Linked DNA regions of Mus musculus: all the other regions are linked to region 2. A link is a contact called in public promoter capture Hi-C data. All regions are on one chromosome and are shown on one strand. The core of a region is the stretch at or near the end of the contact, and the rest is flanking DNA. Distances in the headings are between cores, read along the strand shown.

What was found. Promoter capture Hi-C pulls out the DNA fragments that hold promoters and counts their contacts.
Region 1: a promoter capture Hi-C map of the HPC-7 cell line shows a contact between it and region 2, with 7 times the contacts expected there. The contact joins the enhancer-like site here to the promoter of Fam172a in region 2. A contact is called at or near these places in 9 of 39 promoter capture datasets (the 3T3-L1 cell line, the C10 cell line, the HPC-7 cell line and 4 more).
Region 3: a promoter capture Hi-C map of second pharyngeal arch cranial neural crest shows a contact between it and region 2, with 4 times the contacts expected there. The contact joins the enhancer-like site here to the promoter of Fam172a in region 2. A contact is called at or near these places in 8 of 39 promoter capture datasets (the C10 cell line, the HPC-7 cell line, cranial neural crest and 5 more) and 1 of 115 datasets of contacts at active chromatin or transcription factors (astrocytes).
Region 4: a promoter capture Hi-C map of hippocampal neurons shows a contact between it and region 2, with 3 times the contacts expected there. The contact joins the enhancer-like site here to the promoter of Fam172a in region 2. A contact is called at or near these places in 5 of 39 promoter capture datasets (the C10 cell line, cranial neural crest, hippocampal neurons and 2 more).

The regions. Positions count from the first base shown.
Region 1 is chr13:76,927,594-76,933,210 of GRCm38.p6, forward strand. All of the region lies in intron 17 of Mctp1 (multiple C2 domains, transmembrane 1), which reads left to right. Among named protein-coding and RNA genes, the nearest start is that of Slf1, 210 kb to the right of the region's middle. Within about 2 kb of position 2,613, at least 3 of the 459 cell types and tissues checked have an H3K27ac peak or open chromatin away from gene starts, as enhancers often do.
Region 2 is chr13:77,706,021-77,711,548 of GRCm38.p6, forward strand. Fam172a (family with sequence similarity 172, member A) reads left to right here and starts at 2,670. Exons shown (of 10, transcript NM_001163419.1): 1 at 2,670-2,833.
Region 3 is chr13:76,798,583-76,804,165 of GRCm38.p6, forward strand. It overlaps Mctp1 (multiple C2 domains, transmembrane 1), which reads left to right. Exons shown (of 21, transcript NM_030174.3): 9 at 2,777-2,963. Among named protein-coding and RNA genes, the nearest start is that of Gm24519, 200 kb to the left of the region's middle. Within about 2 kb of position 3,674, at least 46 of the 459 cell types and tissues checked have an H3K27ac peak or open chromatin away from gene starts, as enhancers often do. A contact at or near this core is called in second pharyngeal arch cranial neural crest, where this site is marked.
Region 4 is chr13:76,758,659-76,764,172 of GRCm38.p6, forward strand. Mctp1 (multiple C2 domains, transmembrane 1) reads left to right here. Exons shown (of 21, transcript NM_030174.3): 8 at 1,032-1,162. Among named protein-coding and RNA genes, the nearest start is that of Gm24519, 160 kb to the left of the region's middle. Within about 2 kb of position 1,678, at least 8 of the 459 cell types and tissues checked have an H3K27ac peak or open chromatin away from gene starts, as enhancers often do.

The DNA of each region.
Region 1 (5,617 bases), core at 1,363-3,862, 780 kb before region 2:
GTTGTTATTTATAACCCAGCTCTTTATTTGAATGGGTGGGGTCCTCTTCCCCCCCCTTTTATCACCATAATGAAATTGATAGCATGACCATTGTGTCTGAACCTGAAATATCAATTGTAGTTATTTGCAATAGACTTCTAAGTTCTCTTAGAGAAGGCATCTTGAAATTTATAACCTTTATTTGTTAAGAGAAAAGTAGAAGAATGGATTTTGCAAGCATCCATTCACTACCTCCTGTGCCCACTGCTTGGTTCTCACAGCAGTAAGCACTGTTAGTTTAGCTATCAGTGGGAGAAAAGTCAGTTCCTATTGTAAAATTTTCATTGGTTCCTTCACTTAAAGTTTGTGTATTGAGTCATGCATAAAGGAATTTCATGAGAAAACAATTGTGTTTTTTTACCATATGAACAAGTACTGGCCCATAGCACTCATTAGTTCTGTGTTTTCTCATATGGCATAATAGTCAGGTCAGGTCAGTGGGTCCTCTTACAGGATAAAAGTAAAGAAATTAATAAATGTGCCAAAGCCTCACTTTAATTGAACCTGAAGCATATGTTGCAAGTATGTAAAATATGTCCCAGATGTTTCACCGGAGCCAGTGTCTTGCTTTTCCTGATTACCACAAGGCAGCTATTAGTCCTCTAACCTTTGGACTTGGGGGTAAATGGGGTATTACGTGGCACAGTGTGAGCACATGCTTCTCATTCAGCAGAGACCCCTGGCAGGCTTCGCTTCAGCCCGGGCACATGCTTTCACTTATCAGATTGTTGAGTGATTATGAAAAGTGTCTTTCTTTAGAACAGCATTGACATTAGTCCCTCACAATGAAAGGGCAAGTCGTTGGCTACTTGACAAGATCCTATGAGCATACACTGAAGTCCTTTATTTCATTTGAGCATGTAGTATTTTCCCTCAGCATACTTGCACACGTAGAGAAGATATAGCTCAAAGAAGTGGAAACCCATAAAGATATATTACGTGAAGTAATGTTTAATTACTTGACATAATAGCTTTGCAATGGTTTTTCTTTAGTGTTGGCTTTAGTATCAGGAAAGACATTGATAAAAATAGGTAGAAGCTCAGCTGTAATTCACTTGGATCACCAAATTTTGAAGCTTTTCCAGTTATGCCTTTTAAGTTTTTGTTGTTGTACTAGCTTTTTATTAAAAAGTTCTTCCATATTTAGTAGAGAGTTATGGTCACAGACTAACCCTTCATTATAAAGTCCATTGTCTCCATTGGCTCAAATCTATATTTAAATGCCTCTCTCTTAACCCAGTTCCAATGGTTTTCACAAATGCAGAAGATAATCAGTTTTCAATGGTGACATTGGCATATGAATCACTCCCTTCCAATATTTTCACATAGCTGCATGGTGTTAGAGCACTGTTGAACTGTATTGGGGACAACATCATTTTCTGAATTAACCATCAGACATACTACAGTTCTTTATCCATAGAACATTCTTCCAACCCTCAACCACAATGCTCCAGTCTGATATGTTTTTTTAACCTAACACCAATTCCTTTCCCTAATAGACTATAAGCAAAATGAAGTTTAACTAAATTTTCTAGGTGTTGCTATCAGCAAGCATATAATAGTGTTCACACCACACCATATAAATCATAAAGTGACCCATCTGCATAATCCAGATATCTAATTAACGAAGAGCAATCCTCTTTTGTACTTTAAAAAGTTTCAGCATGCTTCCCACAGTGTGCCCTATACTGGTAATAAGATTCAGGCGTGGTGTCAAAAAGCAGAAGTCAATGTGCTGAGTTTCCGCAGGAAAAGCATGAATTCAAATGCATTACATTCTAGTAATGTTTATTGATAAAAGATAGGAAAGAGTTCAGGCATTTATGCCTACACAGCTTCTCCCTTTTCTTCAGCTGTTTTGTCATGGCTCCTTGTTTCCAGATAGTTAGATGCAATGAATGAAACATATTTGAGTCTCTTCAGCGTGTACAGATTGTTGCTTTAATTCTTGAAATCTGAATCTTCTGGTTTGATCCTCCAACTCAAACATGTGTACACTGTACCCAAGATTCATACATCTCTGCTTCTTAAACCAGCAGTGAGGGAGGAAAGAAAGAGATAGCTCTAAATGATATGAGAGGAGATTTTAATCTGACAAAATTGCATTTTCCAGTTACATTCAGTGAAATAACTGCATGGTGAGGAAGCCAATCGAGGCTGTAGAGAAAGGCAGAATGAGAGGAAACAAGAAAATTCTCTGATTTAAGAAATTTAAGAAATCCTAAATCACATTCAACTGGGATACTATTGTAATCCTTTATTCATTTTCTGTTTCTGTATAACTTAGTACCACAAACTTTAAGGCATAAAACAATTTGTGGTTGTTGTGTTGTTGTAATAGAATTACAGGCATAGTCAGCTGGCTGCCCTGCTCAGAGTCAGACTCCTAGGGAACAGGCAGACTGAGTTATTATCTGCAGGATTTAGGAAAGAATCCACTTCAGTGGATGATTCAGCCTGTTGGTAGAATCAGTTCCTTACAGCTGTACTACTGAAATCCGTGCCTTCTTGATTTTTCTTTCTGCTCCTACTACTGAGCTGTCTTTAAATGCACCAATGAGAATCTCCCTCACCTTGCTTTACAGCCTTTCCCAGGAAAGAGACAGTATTAAAGGTACAGTTACAGATTAGCTCAGATTCATTCCCTCCTTTAGTCCTTACCTAGAACAACGAGAGATATATTGTTACAGCTTGCCCTTATTTAGTTTCAGACCTCTTCACTGATGTAGCATTGATGCTCTTTCCCACTGCCCTGGCAGAGCTGGGAGCGGTTGGTTGGGAGGGACACAGTATGTGGATATGGGAGGGTAGGTGAAACAAGACAAAACATGCTCTTCAGGCCAAATCCATGAAGTATGGGTTTGAGTACCTCACAGCATAAGGGAATGACTATAACAGATAAAATATCTGTGAACACTTTACCTTAAAGGAGTAAGATTATCTATCCTCAGGATTTGAGTAGACTCCATATAATCACAAGGGCCCTTAAAAGTGGAAGAGACCATTGGAGCAATGGCGGGAGGCAGCTACTTGTACAGCTGTGGCCAAGCTCAGGGCTCAAGGCCTTCACAGCAAGAAGAAAGCTGTGGTTGGAACAGCTGGAGCATTTGAGGATTGAGTTTCCCCAGCTGTTTGACAGGTGGCATGGGATCCACGCTCTTCTAAAGCCAAGCTGTGTGCCAGCCTCTGTTCTCAGTGCCACTGAGAACACTTGAAAGAAGACTTGAAAGCCTGTTTTACAGGGAAGGAAGTGCAGGCTCTGGATCTACAACCAAACAGCACCCTGTGGTGCAGACTGGGCCAGCAGGAGGAGACTCTGTGGACCAACAAACAACTGCAGAGAAACAAGTCCTTCCCCCTGGGAAATAAGTGGCCAAGACCTGAGTATTGAATCAATAAAACACATATTGACTGTGGCAGGGCAGAGCACTTCTGTGGCTGCCTTTGAGCATGAGAAGGGAACTACAGGCCAAGAAAATGTAGGCAGCCTGTAGAAGCTGCTGTGAGAAGCACAGGGACCATGCCCCAGCGTCTTGCCTACAGCTTGATTTTTGACCCATGAGACCCATTTTGGACGTTTGAACTACAGAAATATAAGGCAATAAATTTGTTTTCAGCTACTAAGCTTATGATAATGCATTATGGCAGCTATTACAGCTCCCTCCAACTGTGTTTTCACTACTTCGGTAAGAATACTATATTGTAAAGCAATAAATGTAAGTTTCTAGCTTTTCTTTATTGACTTGATCAATGAGACTATTCAGTTCTTTATTCAATATGGAAAAGAGAAAGAATAAAAAAAAACACCATTTTTAACCAAATTTCCTTAAGTTTTATTTCAGAAAAAAAATTATTCCCAAACAACAGTAAGTTATTTTCCATCTGTAGAGTATTGCTTCTACTTAAGACCTTACATATTAAACTGGCAAAGAAGTAAGTTTTTATTTTTTCTTTATTTTTGAGAATTTCATACATGTATACAATGATACTCACTCCTCATTGTTTCCCCTCCAGTTCCCTCCATATTTTCTACATCTCTCCTTCCAAGCTTCATATCTGTTTTGTTTTTTTTTTTTTGTAACCCATTAAGTCCAGTTAGTGCTGCTCATATGAGCATGAGTGTGAGGCACAGGAATCCACAGTGGTAACATCCTCAGAAAAGGGCAGCCATCCCTCCCGAGCAACTACCCAACTACCCACAGCTCCTTAGTGAGTGCTGGCAAGAGAAGTCATCTACCTGCTACTTTTTACAAGTAGTTTATCCTGGAGAGCACCGGGGCAGTGGGCAAGGCCCACATTTAGGTAACAAGACCTTTGAGAAATATGTATATATATGTATATATATATATATATATATATATATATATATATATATATATACACACACACACACATATATATACACACACATATATATAAACTTATATATATATACACATATATATATATATATGTATATATATATACATATATAAACTTATTCTCTAGAAAAAGAGAGATTTCACATCATCTTGAAACCGTGGCAATGATATTATTGTATAGAAACTATAAATTTCCTTATAACTTCCCATCTCCTATTCTCACAAATTTCCTCTTATCATTAATGTCTGTTTCTTAAATACATAGAAAATGCAAGTTTTTAAGTAAAATTCTGTTTATATTCAGTTCAAGTTTCTACCAAAAGGCCAATGCTCATTCTCTTGTTGCCATGGGTATTCACTTTAACAATGGCCTTTTTAGATTTGTGGCAGTAAGTTCTAGAAGCACTTATTTCACAAAAGAAAATAATGACAAGCAGAACAGGAGCTTCAGTGGTTTTAGTTCATGAGACTTTGGGACAGTTAGACTTATAATTTGCCAAAATTCCACGGAATTCATACTGTGCTCAATGCCATTACCTTCTGAAAAGCATTGCTGCTGTTTCATTGTTTCATAAAAGGATTGGAGGAGTTAAATCACTAGAAGTGGAAATGGAGTCCCAGGAGTTACCTACAGATTCCAGTTCTCAGACTCCCATGTGTAAACATGCTGGCAACCAGGCTAATTCTCCTTCAGATTTGCTGGTAAGACTGGCATAGTTATCTGGCCCCAGTGCCCCTTCCTAGAGTAGCAGGCAGGTCAGAAGAATTAAAGTAGATTTTTTTTGCCTAGAAAATTTGGTAAGAATACCTATGCAGTAAAGTACAAATGGAACTGTTTCCAATCTGTGATAGTTGGAGTTCTTTTGCCTCCGAAAAGCAGAACCTTCATTTGAAGGCCAATCAATACTTTAAGGCAGGTACCCAGGAAAACTAGCTAACTTCTGTATTGCAGCAATGAACTTCCTCTTCCACTCCTATTTCTTGACAAAAAAAAAATATCTTAAAATAGCAGTGTGTCAGCCCTGGTTCTCAGGAGGTTGACAATGTACAGAGAAATAGACAGGATTTTTTGGGACTGCTGGCAGAGTCGTTGACACCGGCTGACACCACTGCATGTTGAGATGAGAAGAATGTCTCCTCACCAAAGCATAGAACCAGATGTGTTGCCAAGCGTCACAGATGCTCCAACTGAGCCCACGGTGCCAAGGTTTTTATTC
Region 2 (5,528 bases), core at 1,420-3,919:
GGGCTCTGCCAGTGCCTGGCAAATACAGAAGTGAATGCTCGAAGTGATCCATTGGACAGAGCACTGGTCCCCAGTGAAGGAGCTAGAGAAAAGTACTCAAGGAGCTGAAGGGGGTTGCAGCTCCATATGAGGAACATCAATATGAACTAACCGGTACCCCCAGAGCTTCATGGTCTAAACTACCAAACAAAGAAAACACATTGTGGGACTAATGGCTATTGCTGCATATGTAGCTGAGGATGGCCTAGTAGGTCATCAATGGGAGGAGAGGCCCTAGGTCCTGTGGAGGTTTTATGCCCCAGTATAGGGGAATGCCAGGGCCAGGAATGGGAGTGGGTGGGTTGGGGAGCTGGGTTAGGAGGTAAGGGGTAGGGTGTTTTCAGTGGGGAAACTAGCAAAGGGGCTAACATTTGAAATGTAAATAAAGAAAATACCTAATAAAAATGTGAGAAAAATAAATAAATAAAAAAGTAGAGAAACTAGAAGCAATCCTACTAAAATCAGGGGGCAAGACAATGTTGCCCACTCTTTCCCTATCTATTCAATACAGTATTTGAAGTTCTAGCTAGAGCAATTAGACAACAAGTGGAGATAAAAGGGATACAAATTGGAAAGAAAGAAGTCAACGTATCATTATTTGCAGATGATATGATAGTATTCATAAGCAACCCCCAAAATTCCACCAGATACCTCCTACAACTGACAAGCAACTTCAACAAGGTGGAAGGATATAAAATTAACTCAAAAATATCAGTAGCTTTCCTTTATATAAATGATAAAAATGCTTATAAGAAATTTGGGAAACAACACATTACACAATAGCCATAAATCATATAAAATATCGTGGTGTAACTTTTACTAAGCAAGTGAAAGATCTATATGACAAGAACTTCAAATTCCTTAAGAAAGCAACCAAAGAAGACTTAGAAGATGGAAAGATCTCCTATGCTCATGGATTGGTTTGATGAACATAGTAAAAATGGCCATCTTACCAAAAGCAATCTACAGATTTAATGCAATTCTCACCACAATTTCAACACCATTCTTCACAGACATGGAGACAGCAATTATCAACTTCATATGGACAAACAAAAACTTCAGGATAGCCAAAACACTTCTCAACAATAAAATATCTTATGGGGAATTGCCATCCCTGATTTCAAGCTGTAAATAGTTTCAATGTATGCTTTATTGTGACATTGACTGAAGAAGCAGTAGTTACATATTTTGTCCAATGTTTCTCCTCAAGGTTAGACAAGGATTATCCATTTATAGGAGGTTTGATTTTTGTATGTATTTGTGTGTGCCTGTGTGAGCTTATGTTAGCCACTTGTGTATATAACTCACCAAAGGCCAGAGGGCATTGGATTCTCTGGAACTGAAGTTGTAGGCATTTGTTGAGCCCAGCCCAGGTTCTCTGGAAGAACAGTAAGTGCTCTTAACATGTGAACTCTCCCTTGAGCCCCCTCAGGTTTATTTTTAATGAGCTTGTTTATTTTGGTCATTCTATCAAAATGAAAATGTTATGTTGCTTTTCATGATTTAAAAAACCCTGTTTGAAACACAAAATTCAAGTTGCTTACTGTAATCAAAGCTTTTCTTCAGTTGTAAGTTCTACCCTACAAGCCACTTGAGCTGCAGCCTGAAATGAAACCCTAAACTTTGTAATGTTATGGGCTCCACCCAGGCATTCTTGGCTTATTTCAGTAAGTTATGTTTTTCCTCAGGAACACCCTGTTACATTTTTCTCCATCCATACATGTCCTTACTGCCCTCATGACTTCCCATTAAGTTTCTCCAAATAGTGCAATGAATAGATATTAATTTATTCAAATGATGTTTATTGTATATTTTGTGACAGGCATCTTGTCCTGGTTGAGGATACTTAAAAGGCAAGATAAAATCACTGTTTTCATCCAGTTGACATTTTAGTGGGTAAGAGCACACTGCCAATAAATTGCATCACTCTTTGTTCTGAAGGAAGCAGGAGTTGAGTTTAAGAGATACAAATTATGGGAGTGAGGTACAATATACTTTCAAGAATTCTGGAACTCCCTGTCTGGTAATATAACAAATATAGGTTTGCTAGCTACCAGCCTTTCCTCACAGTTACCGAGGTGTCAGTCATAGCTTCGTGTCTTTAGTAAATGCTTTGACCTTAATTGGCAAAATAATGGTTTTGGGATTAAAAAACAGAGAAAACATCAGAATACCATATAAAATATTAAAATCATTTGTGTCTATTGCTCACCACTATTCTACCCTAAAGAGAAGGATTTTTAGACCTTTTTTGGATAAACAGAACACCAACATACTTCTCATTTGAGTTAGCTCTCAATAGGATATTAGGGTTAACTTCCTGTCTTAATTTTGTGATAAATACAATTTTTCAAACATAGGTCTCAACTTGAATATCAAGGGTGGGGTGAATTTACATGAACCATGGACGGACATGGGGAATTCGCTTAAGGCCAGCATCACAGAGAATATTGAAATTCCTCTTTCAGAACGAGGCTTTAGGATAGTTTAGAATAGCAGCGTACGACAGGGACATGCCACAACAACGCACACCACACACACACTGCCCTCTGAGCCTCAGGAACAGATGTAGAGGTTCGCTCCGCCCATTTCCGGGTTCTTGGCGCCGCGGCCGTCGCATGCGTAATGACGTTTAAATTCCCTGCAGACCCGGAAGTGCAATCGAACTTGGTCGGGGCGCGGATCTTGAGAGAGAAAGTCCGAGCCAGGGCGCAAGGGAGTTCGCCCAGAGATCTGGAAGGCCACGCCTCCTCGCACCTACCCTCTCAGCATTGCAGCTGGGGACAGAGCTCAGGTAGGACTGCGCTGGCCACCTCTGCCAGCCGCCGCAGGGGCGAGACCCCGAGGGGCTGGCCTGGATGGGACTCGGGCGGGATGCTGGCGCCGGGATCCTGACTGTCAGAAGCCACGCGTCCTCTCTGGGTCACTTCTCTTACCTATGTGCAAGATCTTGCAAAAGGGCTGCCTCACCTGCCTTGTCCACTCTCCAGGCAGGAGGAACACGTGTGACCTGGGGTGGCTAGCCTGAGTCTGAGTCCCTGAAGCTCTGGTTTTCACCAGATACCTTAGATAGAGGAAGAGACCCTCCACTTACAGTATTGCAGTTGTCTGGTTGAAGTTGTTTTTAGTTGTTTGTTTTCATGCAAAGATTGTCAACCACCAAAGCTGTGGCATGCATTAATAGCAAACATTGAAGTGTGCTTATAAAATGCCCTCAAAAACTTGTATCATGTGTAGTTAGTAGGATGTGTACATTTGTCTGTAAGTTTCTTATTTCTGAAGTAGACCACATCACGTGCTTCTCATTTTCCCAAAGTGTCTGTCTTTGGAGTCAAGTAACTTCTGCCTAAGAGTGTTTGGGCTATATTTAAGAGACAATTCGTACTGTCCATTCTCCCCAAATTCTCAAAAAAGCTGCATTGAAAAAGTTCTGTGGCCTGGACCAGTTACTGCCTTGTTTTGAAATAGCTCCATTGTGGTGGTGCTCTTAAAGCTCATGGTTGGTCTTGTCTTAAAGCACTGTCAAAGTATTCTGTTTCTCCTTATTCTTTTTCCTTTCTTGTGAGGGACAGATACCCCTTTTCATTCTCAGACTAAGTCAGAGCAGGCTAAATTCGGGTTTCAATGTCATTGCACTGGTATGCACTGGTATGGTGCATTTTGTAAGCTTTCCTACTTTTAAACTCGGAGTCTGGTCCCTTAACCTGTCAAAGAGATGAGAACCGAAGGGCTGCCTGGAATGGCTTTTTGGCCGAGACTACAGCTGCACTTGTACATAGAGAACAGAATCCAGGCCAGGAGGGAAATAGAATTTATAAAGCTTCGAGCATTGATCTAGTCATTCATCTATTTGTATTGACTAGCCGCTAACAGTATGTCTGATAATGTGCTGTGTTCGGCGAAGATAGTAGTGAACAATACAGAAAGTTCTGGACTGGTGGTGGGTGGAGATCAATCCTCATGCAGATGCATAAACAGGAGTGAGAAAGGTAGCGAGGAAAAAACGAAGCAAGTGGAGGAGAGAAGGGGCTGTTGAGTACAGATCCAAATTAAGTGAGGAACTGGATTCCACAGTTATGGGGGGTATGGTGTAGTTGAGTACAAAGGCTCTAAGGTTGAAATACATTTGTTATCACTGGAGTAATAAAGATATAGGGCTTAGTAGTCTGGAGAAGGCGTATTCAGTGACTTGTTACATTTATGATAGTTTGTGCTTATTGATCACCAACTTAGTTAGCTTTGGGAGGAGAATCTAGGGTCAGTACACATGTAAAGGTACTTCCATGCTCAATAAAGAGCAACATTTAGTCAGTTAATGTCATGTATGTTGCCCTTTGTTTTTGTTAGATTGGATTTGCCCAATAGTGTCAGTATTTAGTGAATATGTCTCTCCTCTGTACCAAATTTACTTTTCATTTTCTTTATCATTATAGTAAAATGTACCTAATAAAATATTTTAGTTGGGCAGTAGGAGGCATCTCTGACAACAACAACAACAACAACAACAAGAAAAACAACAACAATTTCAAGACTTCAGTAATGCAAATGATGTTCATGTTGTTGAATAGCTATCATTGCTGTTTGTCTTCAGTACTTTCTCATTTTCCTGGATGAACTCTGTAACATATTAAATACTATCTCCTCATTGCTAACTCTCTTAAGCCCCTGGCAACAATGGAGCTTCTTTCTGTGTCTATGACTCTGACTATTGTGGACATATCATATGAGTGTACTCACACAGCATTCGTTCTTTTGTGACTGGCTTATTTAACTTAGGACAATGTCCCTACGTTTCAATTGTTATCGCATATGTCAGAATGCCCTTCCTTTAAAAGCTGAATATAATAATCACTGTATAAATGTATCAGTTTTTATGTATTTGTTTACCTGTGGATGCTTGAATTGTTTACTTTTTTGGCTACTACTGTAAATGATACAGCTGTGTGCACAAACATCTGTTTACCTTACTTTCATTTCTCTTGGTTATATATCCTTAAATGAAGCTGATTAAATGAAAATTTGGAATAGTTTACATCTTGAATGCTCATCTTTTATGGTTACGTCCTCAGAGAAGTGCTACGGGGAAGAATCAGGTCGTGCTCAGAGGTTTCCATTCGGTCTTGCTTACAGGTTTTCATCATCGAAGGCATGCCCTTGAGGAGGGTAGTGGGACCTTAGCCCCTTCCTCCTCTCTTTGTTTCTGCTTCTTGGCTAGAAGTGAGCCCTTTGCTTTGCCATGTGCTCCTTTCTGCTCCTACCATAGTGTGCTCCTTCCACAAGTACACAAGCAATAGGGCCAACTAAAGACATACTGAACCCTCTAAAATTGTTGGCCATAGTGAACCTTTTCTCTTTATATGCTAACTACCTTAGTGTTTGTTATAATAACAGAAAGCTGACTAATGTGATTCCATGTTTAAGTTTTTAAGGAATTGTCACACTGTGCACCACAATGACTAACCAATTTTTCTTTCCCACCAGCCATGCAC
Region 3 (5,583 bases), core at 2,424-4,923, 910 kb before region 2:
AAGCTGAAAGGAAATGGAAAATTCTTTTGCTACACCCGATACCAGCAGTCATTTGATTGAGTACTCAGCAATGAAGCTGTAATGCAAATTTTATCTTCAAGTTAACAAGACAGCTTGGCTAAGTTGTAAAAGAAAAAAAAATCACAGTTAAAATGGGATCATATTGCTGGGCAAAATTTAGATAAATAGTAAGTCTGATAGACACAATGAACACCTGCAAGCCACTTAACACTCTCATGTCCAGAATATTGTTGTTCTTTATACGAAAATTATGAGAGTCAAAATGCCGAAATAGTACACGGGAATACTTTAACTCTTCCTAAGAGCATATTCAATATTGAAGTTTTAGTTGAGGCAGAAAACAAATGTATTTCTCTAAGTTTATCCTTTTTACATTTTGCTAGTGTCATAGTTTTTAAATTTAAATTTGGGAAATGTTCTTGTGTTAGAAGAACATAACTTGTATCTTGCTTCCCTAATTTATATGTTGTTTACAATATTGAAACAAGAACAACACAACCCTATACTTAGAAACTGAGATGTTTTCTATAACTAAAATGTCTGGTCATCTCTGAGAAACACTGCTAACTGCTCACTTCCCTCCAAGAATGTAGTTATTCAGTAACAGTGTTGTAGAGGAGAATGACTGGATCATTCATTCCAGTGACCAGGGACTGACTCTGACTCAAATTCTAACTGCATGTGTCTATATCATGGATCCTCCCTGCCTCTTGGTTTTTCATTGGCAAGGAGCAAACTGCAGGAATTGCACATCCTTACTACCTACTGGGATAAGTAGAGCGAGTGGCCTAGCAACAGGCAGATTTGGTGGCATTCACTAATGAATGTCTGTCCTGTATTAAAAATTATTACATTTAAAATTAAACTTTTATTTGCCACAAAACAAACAAACAAACAAACACACACACATACACACACACACACACACACACACACACACACACACACACACACACTAAATCTATGGGTCTGATTCCATCTGAAAGTTGCCACTATACAATTTATCTTGAGATTATATTTTCAGCAGATTATCTTGAGAGCACTTTCCCCAACTCTTAAAGAGAGGAAGAGTAATCTTCATGCAGTATGTGCATGGCTGTAAGCTTGGAAGGGAACTGTGTGGAAGGCTTGTTGGTCCCATGCCTTCCTTTCTGTGTGTGGCAAGGCAACATCCCTTACAAGACTACAGAAGGACAGGCCTGGGAAGTACATGTGGGGGACAAAAAAAGTAAACTGAATAAAAGAGCCTTCTTGGTCCCAAGAGTGCTCAGCCAACATTCTGTCCTGATCACAGTCCCCATTCAGTTACCTAGTGTCTACTCCTGACCCAAGCCAGAGAGTTGTTCACATTCAGTAAAGCACTGTGGGCCAGGCAGTGTGCCCAGTGCTGGAAAGATCACGAAAATTGTTTTCTTTTCTCCTTTTGATTGCTTTTTTTGAGTGATTATTATTCATTGGTGTATTTTAGCTTTCAAGTTACTCTGGATGTTATTGAGAACTTCATTCTAATTGCAATTAGAATGTTAGATAAGGCATTTGATATGTTCGGGGTTTTTATTTTATTTTATTTTACCATTAAGGAGAATTAGTGATATTACTTTGAACTGAATGCTGTATTATCAGGATCAGTGAGGTTCCTGGTACCTATTCTAGCATCGAGAAGCTGTCTTGCCAGAAGTGTTACAAACTAATTACAAACTCTCTTAATAATAACATTTAGCACATACTAGACCACAAGGTATGTGCTAAATTAATGTCATTGTTAATGTTGTGCACACAAAACACTGAATGTCAGACTTTGATTCATGTTTTAAAATCTTGTAAGAGACACATTTGAATTCAGGTACAATCTCTGAAGACTTTAAATAGTTGCTGGAGTAAAGAATGAAAAGAAATAAGAATTTAATTTTAGCTCTTCCTGATAGGAATTCATATAGTTTATGATATGTTGATAACATTTATTTTGATAATTGGCTATTTCTTAATTTTAATACATTTTTTGGTATGTGTCACAGTATATGTGTTAAAGGATAATTTGTAGAAATTGGTTTACTCCATCATGTGGGTCCCAGAGTTTGAACTCAGATGTCCAAGCTTAGCAGCCAGCAACTTCACCCACTGAGCAATCTTACCAGCCCTGTTTTTTGCCTGAAATGTTTTTTCCTCTGTCATCCCCCATTCTCTCAGGTTAGTAGGCTTATAGTTACTATATTACCTGCCTCCTCAAAATCAATTGACATGTTTATGAAAAGAATGCAAGGTATTTTAACTTGAAGACTGGCACATACATCATGTCTTCCCACATTATGCTACCCTGGGAGGACATAAATTTAGTGAGTGTACTGTGAGGATGATTTGCGAAATGTAAAACTTTACCTCTTTATACTAAATGTTCTATTTACTTTTCAATGACACTTATGAATTGGGAGAAGGATCAGTCATAATGGAAATAGTGGCATAGAAATTCAGGATTTTGGTAGTTTGCTTCAGCTTGCATTGGTCCAAGTACTTCCACCAATTCATGAATCGTGTATCAGAGGATATAATATTCCAACTTCCTAAGTCTGTATATTACAGGAAATAAGGTAACAGCTTTATTGCCAAGGCCAGAATTTTGTGAAGAAAATCAGTTGATTTTCTTTTACTGGCTCAGATAGTATTTCTATCGCTTTATTTTTCACAGGACTCCAACATACCCATTTCTGTTTGATGTGGTGAAAACTGCCACTTGCTAATTCAAAACATTTGTTTCTAGGTGCCAGGTTGACCTGTCTTCCCTCAGTAGGGAGCAAACTCACAAGCTGGAGTTACATCTGGAAGAGGGTGAGGGCCACCTGGTTCTGCTTGTCACTCTGACAGCCTCGGCCACAGTCTGTATCTCTGACCTCTCTGTCAATTCCATGGAGGACCAGAAGGAGCGGGAAGAGATATTAAAGAGATATGTACGTATGAATGATCTTCCTTCCAAATCCAGTGTGACTATATGAGGACGTAAACAGTGGACAGAGACTGACAAGGATATTTCAGAGGAAGTGTTTGAGGGGTAAAAGACAGACTCATGCAGATACCATGTAGCTCTGCAGGAGCTACAGTGGGCATTGCCCATTGATGTCTATAGCCTGGTCATCTTCAAAACCCATTGCAAAGCATATTCTGGATTTTTATCGTGTGTGTGTGTGTGTGTGTGTGTGTGTGTGTGTGTGTGTGTATAAAACTTTCCATAAAGGAAACTCAAATTTATATATCATTTTAATGTTACTCCTTGGTTCTATGTAATTGCAAAGAAGACTTGTCTTTCTAAATCTAAAATGAGGTTACTGCATACTGAGAGGTTGGGACCTGAACAATATCCACAAGTGATGTTTACGAGAAAACCTAATTTCACCTCTTCAACTTAAAAAGTCACCGTAAAATGCAATTAAAAGGTAGCCTCCTTCCCACTGATTGAGGGTGGGATGGAAGAGTAGAATAGAGAGCCAATAAATAATCACCCTTCTCAAATCTTATCTCCTTCAAAGAGTCAGTCCAGTCTTCTATTTCCCAGCAACTTTCAGGATACCTTTTCCTCCGTGTAGTTGTCCTGAATGAACAGAGAGGGGAGCTCTTGCTCCACCATTGTCTCTCAATGAAGGCTTGGTACCCATGAAGCTAGGGGAAAGCTTTTCCACTTAAAATCACAAAGCTTGTATTGTACAGCACTGCCAGGTGTTTAGACAGCTCCTCTAGACACTCAGCCATGAAACCAAGCTCTGACTAACAAAGAATGGCTTTTTAAAAAATATTCCTATTTGCTGACTGACATCCTTTCAATAACTGAATTTAATAAAGATGTACCTTATCAGGCTGTGCAGATAACATGAAGTGCTGGTGCTAATGCTCTACAATATTCTTCAAACAGATTAGCAGGATGTCCGCCTCAGCAAATTTATTCTGGCTATCTCCACTGAATCAGCTGTCTGCTAATGCTTGTACAACTCATCCACCAATAGTATTATCATAAACGGCTTAATAGAGAGAGGTGACTTAGCAGGGCTAAAGAGTGTATATTTTTAAACCACCTAAGCACCTAAGTTTTTGTGTAGTATCTTCTAATATAGAATTGCAATTATGGAAACAATTTCACATTTTGATACCCTACTAAAATATATTCTTTATTTTTTGGGAAATGAGCCATCTGAATTAAAACTACTGTGAAGGAATTAATTGTTATCTTAACATGAAAATTCATCTGGGCATTTTCAGTCTGTGGTTACTGGATCACTATTTTGATACCGTCCATGTATGAAAATGATAGTGCTCTCTGCATAATTAGAAGTAATCTACCTATTGTTGATTATTTTGTTGTTGTTGAATAGATTTACTTTAAACAGCTATTTCTATTTCCATTCCATTAATAAATATTCCGTTATTTAAAAGCTAAATCATGTTTAAATATGCGTTGTTGTAACCCTGGATTTCAGGCACAGGTCTTCCTTTTTCCCTCTAGAGACATACTTGCCAAGAAGCGGTAATGCAGAAGAGCGCATGCGCTATATTAGTGTTAACTCACCGCACTGCAAGGACAAAGAGCAACGTCTTGGCGGTTTTAAAGGATTTTATACTTTATGTATTATGAAATGAATGGATTTTATACTGGGTTTAAAATATCCCTTGTTTTGAAGAAACATATAGAGGAAGCAACTTGTTAGTGGATTATCCCAGCGTTTCTTCTTCTAAAATACATGCGCATGCTGTGTGTGTGTGTGTGTGTGTGTGTGTGTGTGTGTGTGTGTGTGTGTGTGTGTGTGTGTGTGTGTGTACTCGTGTGTGCATATTTAAAGTTGAGGTTAAACTTAAGAATTTGACTTCGTTTAGATTTGGTACTGGTCAGGGTAGAGAAAGTAATGAATTGCCCCGCTCTGATATTAAACAGCTCTAGAGAATCTTGTCACTGCTCAACAGGGAAACCCCACGAATTAACCAGACATTCCTGTGTGAGCTACTATTTGATCAGCACATTCTGAAAAGGTGGCTAATTCCATTTTCTTGTTCTTTTCGCCTTTGCAGGGAGGGGAAGAGGGAAGGTCAATAGGGGCGGGTAGTAATGGGTAGTAGTCCAAGAGCTGCTGTTTGACCTTTTTAGAACGGGTTTGCTGAACCCCTGCTCCTCCTTGTCACAGTTTAAAAACCAGAGGAGCTGGTTTAGAGAAGAAGTTGTTAGCATTCCATTTTTATTATGACATTTCACAGTCATCTGATTTAATGTCCCTTGACCGGATTGTCCACCGTGAGACGCTGGGCTTGAAATGTTATTTAGAGCATTGATAAAAGGTGAGCGGCTCTAAGATGACAGCAAGTCATAAGGCTGGTGCTGTGACATTAATTTTCTCCATAACAGAGATGGAATAAGACGTCATGGTGACAAGCTGTCAATCAGCTCTGGCCCCTCAGAGCATCTCTGTGCCATAGGATGGGGTATTGCCTCTCCTGTAATAGAGCTGAACCACGATGCTCTCTCTGACAGCTGCTGCAGCCATAGAGAAAATATATTATACAGCCTTTCATTAAAAAAATAAAGAGGCT
Region 4 (5,514 bases), core at 428-2,927, 950 kb before region 2:
CGAATTTTAAAACACCTAGTATTTCCAAACATAGGTATCTATGGCCACTTCTGTTTTCTCTTGACACAATTTGCATGTTATACTATGCTTAGTTTTATAATTCTCCTCTTTAGATATGAAATATGAACCCCACTATGGGCACATGTCTCTATTTGATCTTCCTGTCCATGATATATTGTAGATTAAATTCAGATTATGAACTTTAAACTTGTGATTCATTTGCATTCCCTTGCATATACATACATCATTGCTTTCAAACTTTTCACATATAAATATCTGTCAGCCATATACTAAAGAGAGGAAAGGCCACTATATTTGACCTTTTAAAAAAGGAATGACAAAGAAACAAAATGAGTTCAGCCTAACCAAATGCTAAATGGAATATTTAGCACATTAATGTAGGTAAATTAGTTTACTAGTTTACTAGATATCTTCTCTGAATTCTTGAAATCACAAAATTTCAGTCTTAAGGTCCTGTTGTTTATGCAACATGAAGAGCACACATATGTGCCATTTCCCTGTATGTGGAGTGGAATAGCACAGCAACATTAAATACTAAAGACAAAGTGTGCTGAGCTGCCCCAAATCTACTTACTTCCACTCCCACACAGCCCACTGTCTGCTTTTCATGCACTTTAGTCATCCAGGGGCATGAGGAGTAAGGAGAAACAGGAACTCTGGGTATTTCCGTTTTCTTTTATTACAAGATAACTAACTATGTGTTCTTCCTTCAGACAGAAACTGTGACTGAATAACTGTCAGTATCCAAATGAGTTATTTCAAGGACAGGCTACCTTGCCTTTGAATTTCATTTTTTTGTGTATGTTGTGTAAGACAATCAAGGACTTACTTTTGATTTTACTGGACACATCTATAACAACAAAGCAACAAAGATGGTTTACTGACTGAAATACATGTACACACCCGAAGTTTTGGTTGAATGAACTACCGCCCTTAAGACTTTCTACCTTGTCTCAAATTGATTCTTAAATACTGCTATTAATAATACAATATTTTTTTTTGCTTTCCAGATTATGCCCAAAACTTTGAACCCTCAGTGGAGGGAGCAATTTGATTTCCATCTCTATGAAGAAAGAGGTGGGATCATGGACATCACTGCCTGGGACAAAGATGCTGGGAAAAGAGATGACTTTATTGGAAGGTTTGTGCAAACTGCTGTTTCATTTACCTTAGACATGGCAAGGTTTTGTAGAAAGAATGTTTTCTTTAAATTTGGTTGTTGCCAGTGATGTTTACAGTTTCGAAGGAAGGAACCTTCTTTTTTTTTTTCTAGAATTTTTTTTATGTTTGCTAGGGTGTGGATTCCATGACAGAAACCCCTTCTTCCTCACCAACTGCAGAGGGCAAGTCAAAGGAAGGGCCAGGGTATGCTTCCCAGCAGATTTACTGCCCGTGTTGGGTACAGAACAGCCTATTTCAAAAACAACCACACCCATAACTGTTTTTAATGCTGCTCAAGATGTAGACGGTTTTGGAACAAGGGGGAAATAAGACAATCACCAGCTACAATCATTACAGCACTCGCCTAGAAATGAAAAGCATAGATTCTAAGAATGACCAGCAGGTGGCAGGTTTGCCTCATTGATGGACAGGCAAGTTCAAATTGATAGCCAGAAATTTTCTCCAGATGTCAGATTTGTTGTGCACAAAGTTATGGGAGTTGGGAAAGAGGAATTTCATCTGACATGAGACACTTAGAAGAACAAAGAACACATTCAAGGCTGGAAAATGACCTGCGATAATGTTTGTTTTCTCAAAGCATATTGTGAGCATAAAATGCTTTATTTCCTATAACTCCCTACGATGTTCTTTGGAATCCCTTAGGAGTTCATGAATCTGTAAAGAGTACCAGAATTTTTAAAAAGAAAGAACACAAGTGAGGCAGATCCATGTTAATCTGATAACACAGCAAAATATATTCTGAGGCTCTGTGACATTTCTCTACAGCGTTAAGGTTATTTGTGTTGACCACTTGAATGATAGGAATTGTGTTCTGATTACAAAGCCTACTTTTATATTTTTTGACAGTTACATATGTGTATTGCAACAAAATGGGTGGAAACATGCATTGAAAAACAGCATGGTATGTGGAGGGTTTTGTTGTTTTAAAGAATCTTTCTTCGACATTTTTTCAAAGACATTCCAAGCCACTGAATTTACAATCCAAAGAGAATTCTTTTTAATTGTAAATTCTCAGAGTAAAGGGAATTTTAGTCAAAGTAAAAACAGGAACCCAACCCAACATACTACACTCTTCATTTTTATTTAAATGATTCTGACAAACCTATTTAAGAAATAGTTTTCACCTTATGCTTGTAAAATGGAAGACGATCTTTGTTGCACGGTGCCCTTCAGAAAAATATGACTGTCAGAGTTTACTCAAAGTTATTTTGTTCTCTTTGGAGCTTCCCACCAGCTTAAGTCATAGTGTATATCTGCAAGTCTCAGACTCACTCCACTGTGGCTGTATCTCTGACTGTAGCTCTCTCCTTGGGAAGTTAGAATTTAGCTGCTACATGAACACTCACTGCTTTTCGTAGTTTACAGAAACAGTTCCTGTCTTGGGAGTCAGATAATAACAGTGGAACCTGCTCATTCACTTCTTTCCAGAATGAAGGGGGCGGGGCTCTGGAGCCCACTGGCTCCTGCTCTAGCTACCGCCTCCATGAGGTTCTTCTTTTCCGTTTTGATTTCATAGTGACAAGTTATTGTTTATGCATTTCTTTCTTTGGGAAAAATTTCCAACTTTGAATATTGTCAAGTGTCACAGGCCATGCTATGCAGTCCTTCCCCTTCCTTCTCGATGGAAACAGGCTTGGCAGAGAAGAGGCCAAAGCTCCCTCACCCCACCTTGCTTGGGCTTGGGCTATTCTGTTTTGTTTTTGTTTTTGTTTTGTTGTTGTTGGTTTGGGGTTTTTGTTTTGTTTGTTTGTTTGTTTGTTTTGGCTGTTTCTTTTCAATGCGGGGGTCACATATTTTTGAAAGATTATTTTATAAATGAAAACTCAATACTAAGGCTAGTTTGATCATGATAAAAGCAAGTCAGACTATCAATTAAAGAAGTGGATTCACACCTGGGGTGATGTAGCATAAATGTTTTAGCAGTGAAAACTTCTTCCCTCCATTCTTATGGGAATTCATGAGTTCAGGCTTCTGCCCCAAAAGCTGCTTCCATCAGGCCATCTGTAACCCCCAAGCCATGTAGCCCACTGGCCACTTCACTTTGCCCAGCAGAAGAGAAGGAACTAGCTGATGGCTTCCATACCTTGAGACATTTTTCACCTGACTCCCAAGATACTGTATTTTCTCCTGCTCTGGATACTCCTTTGCATTTTCTGTCCTTATCCCTCTCCAACCATTGTTCTAGATCAAATGCATCAGAATTCATCCCTCAGGATTTCTCTGCCAGCACTTGCTCCTCCAGTGAGTATATTGTTTTGCTTCATGTGCTTCCTGCACCACCTACAGTCTGAGAACTATCAAGATGCTAGTCACTCTGGATAGTTTTAGCTCCAGATTCTCATAGACAACTTACTACTATTACTATTTGAGCAATTAAGATGTTGCTTCAATCTAGACACGCTGAGTTCGCCCCTGACTCCCAATGCCTGAAATCTCTTCTTTCAAGGTTTTCATTTGTTCTTTGCTAGTACTGAAAATACCAGAGTGACATTTTTCTCTTTTTTTCCCCTCACATTCATCAAACACAGCAGCAGTCCAGTCTTTCATCCAGGCTGCAGCCATGAGCCTCACTTCTTGAAGAATCTATATGTATTCCTGTATCATCAGGGTGTGAGAGATCCTTCAGCATATGGATCTTTGGGAGTCCTCATCAGCCCTGTCACTGCACCTCCAGGCTGACCGCCACCTGCTTCCATGCAGACTGTGGCAGCAGCCACGCCATTCTACTCTTCTCCTCATCTCACAGTCTGCTCCAATGTAGTAACCAACATTTGAGCCTGCTCCTGCCCCCTCCATGGAAGCTGGGCTAACTCTACCCTTAGCACTTCTTGTATAAATCACTTAAGCTCTATGATTTGAAATCCATTTGCTAAGTTCTTTACTACAGGGCTCCTGAAGGGCTGCCTTAGCTACCTAAACCTTCAGGTTCTTAGAATCCATAGCTGGGGTTACTTATAGTATGCTCAGACAGAACAAGGTTGTTGAACTTGGACCAAACCCTTCCTTCTGACCATTTTCCTTTTGCTCCTGGACTTCAATGTGGGTTTGTTTTTTCTTACCTCACTCTTCCATATCTTCCTTGTCATTATTGTTGTTAGCTGTTTTGTAAAGGCTCAAAGAGCGGTAGAGATTACTGCAACTTCAGTGAGATATGGGTTATAAAGAACATTTAAAATTTTAATATATTTGTATTCATGTTATATGATGCAGTTTATGTTTGTGCATATGCCACAGCACACATGTCAAATTCAGAGGACAACACTGTGGGTTCTGTTCTCTTCTTCAATCTTTACATGTGTTTCAGGGATTGAAACTGGGTCCCTAGGTGCACAACAAATACTTTTTACTTATTGTACCACTTCTCCAATCCCAAGAGAAAAAATAAAACACAAATAAAATAATTTAACTCCTCTATTCAGAGCTCTTCGGTTGTTTCCCACGCATGGTCTGGGTGGAAGCCAAGCCCTACTATGAAGTACTATGTACGATGTGGTCCATTCTCACTGCACTAAAATCCTTTCTCCTCTACCCTTCTATCAGAATGGACATAGACTGTTCCCAAAGCACACCAGACATTTCCTCATCTGTGACACCCTTTCCTTAAGCCACTGTGACACCCTTTCCCTAAGCCACTGTGACACCCTTTCCTTAAGCCACCTGCCTGCTTTGCTTTTGCACTGTCGTAGGTCTGATGTACTTGTATTTCTAATATTCCCTTTCTCCTAATCTGCTAATGTTTTACAGACACAGTCACCATACTGTGAATCTTCCTTATTCTATCTGATCATCCACTTCACTGGACCAGAATGCAAATTCCATGACAGGAGGGTTATTGAATGTGTTTACTGTGCCATCCTCAGAAAGTATGTGGCATATATGCCCAGTAAAAAAATCTTTAATTTGAATACAAACAATTGAAGCTTGATTTAATATTAGAAATGAGTATTCATCCTTTAAATAAAGAATGTTCTGATGCCTACTGTTACTATATTGTCACTATGAACATAACTTGGTGGAAGGCACAGACTCCAAATACAATTGTGAAAGAGGTATTTGTATTATACAAAGGAGAAAATTCACTGAGTATAGTTGTGTCTTGACAGTGCTTATACTTAAAATGCTAAGCAAAAAGATTTAGAAGAAAAACTAGTCAACACATTTATCAAGATTCTTTTACTACAATATTTTAATTGACATATAAAGTTATAAATATTTGAGGGTATGATGTGATGTTTAAGGTATATATAGTGCAATATTTAAATTAATATAAACATTTCTAATCCTAATGCACTTATGGTTGATAGAAACATT